Linked DNA regions of Mus musculus: region 2 is linked to region 1. The links are chromatin contacts, called in public HiChIP or PLAC-seq maps. All regions are on one chromosome and are shown on one strand. Each heading gives the region's core, a stretch centred on a gene start, on an enhancer-like site or on the middle of the called end of the contact. The rest is flanking DNA. Distances are from core to core; before and after follow the strand shown. Region 1 holds the start of Taf13 (TATA-box binding protein associated factor 13). Region 2 has its middle 12 kb from the start of Gm36778.

What was found. HiChIP or PLAC-seq counts read pairs in DNA pulled down with a chosen protein or histone mark.
Region 2: a contact with region 1 is called in an H3K27ac HiChIP or PLAC-seq map of microglia, with 4 times the contacts expected there. The contact joins the enhancer-like site here to the promoter of Taf13 in region 1. A contact is called at or near these places in 3 of 39 promoter capture datasets (liver, pre-B cells and stem cell-derived epiblast-like cells) and 1 of 115 datasets of contacts at active chromatin or transcription factors (microglia).

Annotation. Positions count from the first base shown.
Region 1 is chr3:108,570,141-108,573,643 of GRCm38.p6, reverse strand. Taf13 (TATA-box binding protein associated factor 13) reads right to left here and starts at 1,945. Exons shown (of 4, transcript NM_025444.2): 1 at 1,896-1,945; 2 at 686-764. The coding sequence starts at 1,922.
Region 2 is chr3:109,041,713-109,045,215 of GRCm38.p6, reverse strand. No RefSeq gene overlaps it. Among named protein-coding and RNA genes, the nearest start is that of Gm36778, 12 kb to the left of the region's middle. Within about 2 kb of position 1,600, at least 3 of the 459 cell types and tissues checked have an H3K27ac peak or open chromatin away from gene starts, as enhancers often do. A contact at or near this core is called in microglia, where this site is marked.

The DNA of each region.
Region 1 (3,503 bases), core at 696-3,195:
GAGAGCAGAAGTTCAAGGTTCTTGCAAGGTTCTTGCAAGTTCAAGGTTATACGCATATGCATACCAAGTTTGAAATCATGCTGGGATCTAAAAACCCTGCCTCAGCTGGGTGGTGGTGGTTCACAGCTTTAATCCCAGCACCCAGGAGGCAGAGGCAGGCAGGCACATCTCTGTGAGTTCAAGACTAGCAGATCTTGATCTATTCTAAACTCCAGAAAGAGTTCTAGGACAGCCAGGGCTACACAGAAAAACCAAGCCTCAAAAAAGGAAAAGAAAAACAAAAACAAACAAAACAAAAAAACCCTGCCTCAAGGAGGAGGGCAGAGGTGATCACATTCATTATTTTATGTCACACAGAGAGAATTAGTAGACATGAGAGAGACTTATACTGACCATGGGATGCACACCTGCAATCCCAGGACTTGAGAGGCTAAAGCAGGACTACCACCAAACCAAGGCTAGCATGGGCTAAACAGTAAGCACCAGTATAGCCTTGGCTATACAGAGCCTATCTTTAAAACAAACAAACAAACAAACAAACACCAAGAATAAAAACAGGCAACCTTATAGGCAACTCTGAGAACACTGTCCCTATAAACAAACATATGCAGAACAATATACTCTGAAAAGACATGTTCAAAAGCTTTCACCACCTGTAATAAAAACACTAGAAAGTACAACTTACATTCTTTCGAGAAAAGTCTCTTTCTCTTCCCCTGGCCACCTTCCGCTCCTCCTCCAATTTCTTCATTCTCCTCCTCAAACTAGAAATTTTAAAACACGGACATGGCAAATGATTGCAGTGCACGTGATATTCCCTCGAGTCTCCTCCTGCTCGCCCTCTTTGTGGAGTGCTGTGAATTGAACCCACGAGCTCACGATGCTAAACAGATGCTTGACCACTGAGCTACACCTCCTGCACTCTTTTCATCTTTTTTTTTAAAGGCATTTATTATTTATGTGTATTGTGTGCCTACATAAATGTGCCTGCTGTTGCCCATAGAGGCCAAACTAGGTCTAATCGCTGTAGGTTGCCAGATGTGACAGCAAATGCTCCTAAGCACTAAAGCTATCTCTCTACACTTTTTTTTTTTTTTTTTTTGAGACAAAGTGGTCTCACTATGTGCCCGTGTCTGCCTGAACTCACGGAGATCCGCTTGCCTCTGCTCCTGAGTGCTGGGATTAAAGGTGTGCGCCACCACGCCCAGTGACCCTTTTTCATTTTCGAAAGTGAGAAGCTAAAGCAAACTGCACAAAACCACGAAAATTTAGCACCAAAGGGCTCATAAGCCCTAGTCCAATTCTCAAGTCGTGCAAGAAGGCTTTTATTACGGCTGCTAACAACCTTACAACCGTGCGTGTGTAAAGTTCTAACGACCTCAGGTTCTGGGTTTGGTTTTAGCCAATTTAGTTGTCACACTGCTAAGCAAGACTACTGTAAAAACCTGGTAGTTTAAAATCTACTCTCTGCTGTCATCGGAAGCAACTGATAAAGGGCTAAGAACTTTCCTTAACTGGGCTGGACTCTACCTCACAAGAAAACCGATGCCAAAGGAGAATTTGGATCCCAAGCTTCCTGTCTTTAGTTCATCGTTTCTCCGCTATCTTCACTAGTTTTGTCAGCATCTGGGCTGCTGGTTCCGCTTTAATCAGCTTTGATCTCCTATGACCCTCTAGATGTCTTAGTGTCGGGAAGATCCAGGTCAAAGAGAGACCCTTTCTACTCTTCCTTCCCGTCTTGTCCCACGCACTGACTAAGGTAAACCAAAAAAGGAAAACACCGCGGAGCCCCCGGACTCTCGGCGGGAATCCCTAAGGCACAAGCGGGTCAGACTCTGCCTCCGCTAGTGATCCGAAAGGAGTGAGGAACCAGGCTGAGACAGGCGCTCACTCACGGTGGGGTCTTCCTCCTCATCTGCCATGCTAGCTGCTCGCCAGCCTTCTGAACCCGCCCACCGGCGGCTGGCGAGTTTTATAAGATACGTACGTCACTTCCGGCCTGGCCAGCGTTGCGCAGAGAGGCGTGCGCGTTCATTCTCCTACCCAACCCCGGCCTTGGGATTGGCTGGAAGTCAGTGACGTGCTCTTACGTGTGGAATCCTGAAGGAGGAATTAAAAATTACAAAGAAGCCAGGCGTGGTATACTACGCCGGGAAATCTCTGCACTTGGCAGGCAGAGGCAAGAGGGCTTCGAGTTCGAGATCAGCTCAAGTTTCATGAGCCCATGTCTCAGAAAACATAAGTGATAAATTTGTGCATACTTACGGAGGCTCACAAATGCCTGTAAAAATAGGATGACTTTTTGCCTCTGGGGCTGATCCACTCAAGTACACAAGCCCCATGATATTATATATAGTATCTATATTATTATATAATTATATATCTACTTTCTTTTATGTAAATAGGTGTTTTGCCGGCAAGTATGTGTACCATGTGTGTGCAGCACCAAAGAAGCCAAAATAGAGCAACCGATTTCCTGGAACTAGAGATAGACGATTGTGAACCGCTATATAGGGGCTAGGAATCAAACTCAAGTCTCTTGAAAAGCAGCCAATACTCTTAACCACGGAGCAATCTTTCCTGCCTCCGTTAATACGCAATATATATATGTAGTTTGGGTTGGAAGGTTGTTTTGCGCTTTTTTTTTTTTTTTTTTTTGGTTTTTTCAAGACAGGGTATCTCTGTGTAGCCCTGGCTATCCTGGAACTCACTCTGTAGATCAGGCCGGCCTCGTTCTCAGAAATCCGCTTGCCTCTGCCTCCCAAGTGGTGGGACTAAAGGCGTGCGCCACCACTGCCCGGCCGTTTTTTGCTTCTTCTTCTTTTTTTTTTTTTTAAATTACAAAAGATGTGCTAGAGAAATGGTTCAGTCAATAAAAGCTCTAGCGGAATAAGCCTAAGGCTCAGGTTCAATCCCTGGGACCTGTATAAAAAGTGAAAGGTGAGAAGACAGAGTCTGCAAGGTTGTCCTCTGGCTTCCATACACAATAATAAGAAAATATTTTAAAATTATGAAAGAGCTAAGTGTAGTGGCACTCGCCTTTAATCCCTGCCTTGGGAGGCAGAAGCCAGAAGATCTCTTTGAGTTAGAGGCCAGCCAGGGCTACATAGTCAAAACAAGAAAACCAAAGCTCGGCAGTGGTGGTCCATGCTTTTTGTCCCAGCACTTGGGAGGCAGAGGCAGGCGGATTTCTGAGTTCAAGGCCAGCCTGGTCTACAGAGTGAGTTCTAGGACAGCCAAGGCTACACAGAGAAACCCTGTCTCGAAAAACCAAACCAAACAAACAAATAAACAAAAAGCAGAGACATTAAATATATCAGAAAGATGGCAACACAGAAAAGGTGGAAATAGGGCATAAATAAATATGTATAAATATGTATAAGTAAAAAGGAAAGGACTATAGACACTTACGCTATCAGCGTATAAACTATGAAGCATGGATAATTCAACCCTCTTAACTCAAACTCCAAAATGGAAACTGGGAAAAACAAATGAGCAGAACA
Region 2 (3,503 bases), core at 351-2,850, 470 kb before region 1:
AACTTCATGTTTTCCTGTCTCAGAAATGGCCTTGCTTCCTTCCTTGCCTTTGTAGATCTCACACTTCCTTCAAGGCTCAAGGTCTCACTCAGCACACATCCTCCTAAGTCTTCGGTTTATAGGGAAGGAACTGCTGCCTCCTGTGGGGACCTCTGCAGGGTGGTCTCTAAATGTCTTTCCTTTGCTCTACACTCATGCTCTGAGGAAACCCTGCACTTGGTTACTTTAAACCCTCTAATGGATTTCAAAGTAATATTCTGGTCAACTAAAAAAAAAAAAAGGAAGGAGGTAGAAGTGTATGTATCTAGTCAATGTGAAGGGACACCACATTCATTTTTACGTGAAAGAAAATATCGAACACAGAAAAAAATACCGTACTTGATTTTTTTTCACTAGACATTTCTAGCAGGAAAGAGAAAAACAATTTGAAAACCAGGAAATATTTATGTCCAAGCACTGTATAAAATAGAGTCTTTTCTGAGAAGTATCTCCTCGATTTTTTTTCTATATGTACTCAGTTACAGAGTTTATGAGCTGAGTTCTTTAAAATCTACATGTATATGTGTGTGGGTGGGTATGTATGACTGTCAGTGTACATAGACACATGTCGGTCCAGAGCACCCAAGGAGACCAGGAAGGAGCATCAGATTCTTTGGAGCTGGAGCTAGAGATGTTTCTGAGTCCCTTGATGTGGTTGCTAGGATCTGAACTCCCATCTTCTGACAGAGCAATAAACACTCTTAGCCACCGAACCATCTCCCCAGCCCCTCATCAGTGGTTTTTAATGGGAAAACATGCAAATTCTTTCATTTCTACTTCTGTACTCTTAATACAGGACAGTGCTGCTGAAATGGCTATAGGTAGTTCAAATATGAAATATCATCATCTCACAATATTTCCAAAATGATCCTTTCACCTGGTATGCCATTTCCTGAGAAAATAAATAAATTCTGTATTTCACTGTGGAACTCTGAGATCCTTTTTCAGATGTTCAAATTCATTTTCACGTGTTCCTCCTTGGTATATAAGAAAATACAACATATTGAATGAATGAGTTAACCAATCAGCCATCAAGAATGAGAGTGCTCATGGTACCAGTTAGAGAGTCCTATATCTGGGTGATAGACCTGTGCTAATAAACAGAGTTGCTAAAAAGCGGGATGGAAATATATATAAGCTGTTTAATAAATATAATCTTAGAACATAGATAAGATGTGCCTCTGGTCACTGCTCTCTTCTTTGAGTAGATGGTAGGTTTTGCATATAATTAGCAAGAACTTATTTAGTCTTCCTCAATGCTAATTCCTTAATGACAAAGACATCATAGTGACCCACCTTGCCTACCTTCATCCTGTGTGATGCTTAGAAGAAACTCAGATGCTTGCTGACTGAGTGAGTGATTGAGTCTGGGCCTCTGCAGTCTGGCAGGGTGATCATTGGCTACATGAACTAGAATGCGGTAAAAATGTCAATGCAATTCCTTTGTCACATCAGCCACGCTTCAGGTGACCAGTGACTGCTGTCGTCTACAGAGCAGAGACTTCTCCCATCGTTGCACAAGGCCCTACTGGACAGCACTGGTCTAGACGATTTCCTTCATTTTGCAGAACAGAATGAGCTCAAGGAAGCTCTCACTGGCTCATTCAGCCATCAGAAGCAGGGCCAGGACTCCAGCTGGGACCCTAACCCCATCCTGTCGCTCTTAGGTCACCTCCTGCTGAGTATTTCAGAATTCTGACTGGAGTGGAGTGACACAGGAAATAGTGTCCTTGTCTAAGGACTGCTACCGAAGCTATTTTATTATTAACTGAATATTTTAATCAAAAAGATATGTAAAAAGAAAAAATAAAGTACCTGAGAGTCCTGTACTGGTGATGATGAAGGAGACACTGATTTTAAAGACGCTTTGAAGGTATCTAGCTGAGCAACGTATCATGAGACTGGTTTGTGCCAATTTAGCTATAAAACCCATTCATAGAATAGGGGCTGGTGTGATGAGTGCCGTTTTGCCTCTGTTCAGTTTCGTTTAAATCGTTTCTTTATATCAATTTAACTTTTAAAAGAATCATCTGACTCTCATTCAACAAATCAATACAGTTTGCTAAGATTTGGAGTTCAGGGGCTGGAGAGACAGTCCAGCAGTGAAGACTTCCTGCTGCTCTTGCAAAGGACCTAAGTTTGTTGTCCAGCATTCACATCTGGCAGCTCACAACTCCTACCCCAGGGGATCTGACTCTCTCTTCTGGCCGCTGGGGGGCGTTCAAGTGCTCGAGCCTCTACACAGACATGCATGCGTACCTCTAAGAATAAACAATAAATCCTTTCACAAAAGCCCTGGAGTTCAAGGTTGGTTTGGAGAAAACAGCCTTTTCTGACAAAAGGTCTTTCTTTGTTTATGGAATTAGTGTTGAGTGTTCCCAGGAAGGAGAACACCAGTTCATTTGATGGGGCTGATACAATCACAGAGATGCTAAAACAGACTCGTTCCCTAGTCTTCTGCACCCACTGAACAGGAGACTGTGAAGGGGGCCAGAAAGCAAGAACCAAATGGAGATGAGATGATTCCCCAAATGCGCCTGGACTTCTTCCACTTTTTCCACTTACAGTCACTTTCAGCTGAGACATTTTTATACGACTCAGCATATATGGGTACATAAAAATGAGCACGCAAAGCAAGCATTGCTGATAATAAACCTTAAAGAAATGGATTGCCTTATTTTTAAATGCTTTTATTAGCTTATAGGTTTCATTATGAAATCCCCATTCCTCTCTTTCCAGTTTGTTGTTAGTTGCTCTGATAAAACACTGACCCAAAACTACTTGGAGAGGAAAGGGTTCATTTAGCTTACACATCCTAATCACAGTCCGTCATTGAGGGAAGTCAGGACTGGAACTCAAGCAGGGGCAGGGGCAGAGGCAGAGGCAGAAACTATAGAGGGACACTGCTTACTGGGTAGCTTCCAGGAACAGGGTCAGCTCTCTTGGACCTCCCAGGACCAACTGCTCAGGAGTGGCACTGCCCACAGACGGCCAGGCCCTGTCACACAAGAACCATGCCACACAAACATGTCATCCAGCCAATCACATGGTGGTAATTTCTCACTGAGTTTACCACCTCCAAGTGACTCTAGTTTGTGTTGAGTTGACAAAAACTAACCAACACACATGTGTATAATGTCATATGCACCTCCATTACCTTCTTTCACCCCCATTTCCACCGAAACCTTTGTTTGTTTTTTTCTCTCAAGAAGTCCTCCTACTTCTGTGTCTTTTGTGTGTGTGACCTACTGAGCTTTAATATGGCTGTTTGCATGAGTATGGGTGGGACTTTATTTACTGCCATATGGTCAACTTCTCAGTGCCTACACCATCGAAACAATTAGCACCCTTTCCCAAGAATCATTACCCGCCAACAATCCACAGGAATTGTGGCATCTCATAAGGCCCTCCACCATCCATGATAAACCATGGATGGACCCAATCTTGTGCTGGTCACAGCTGTA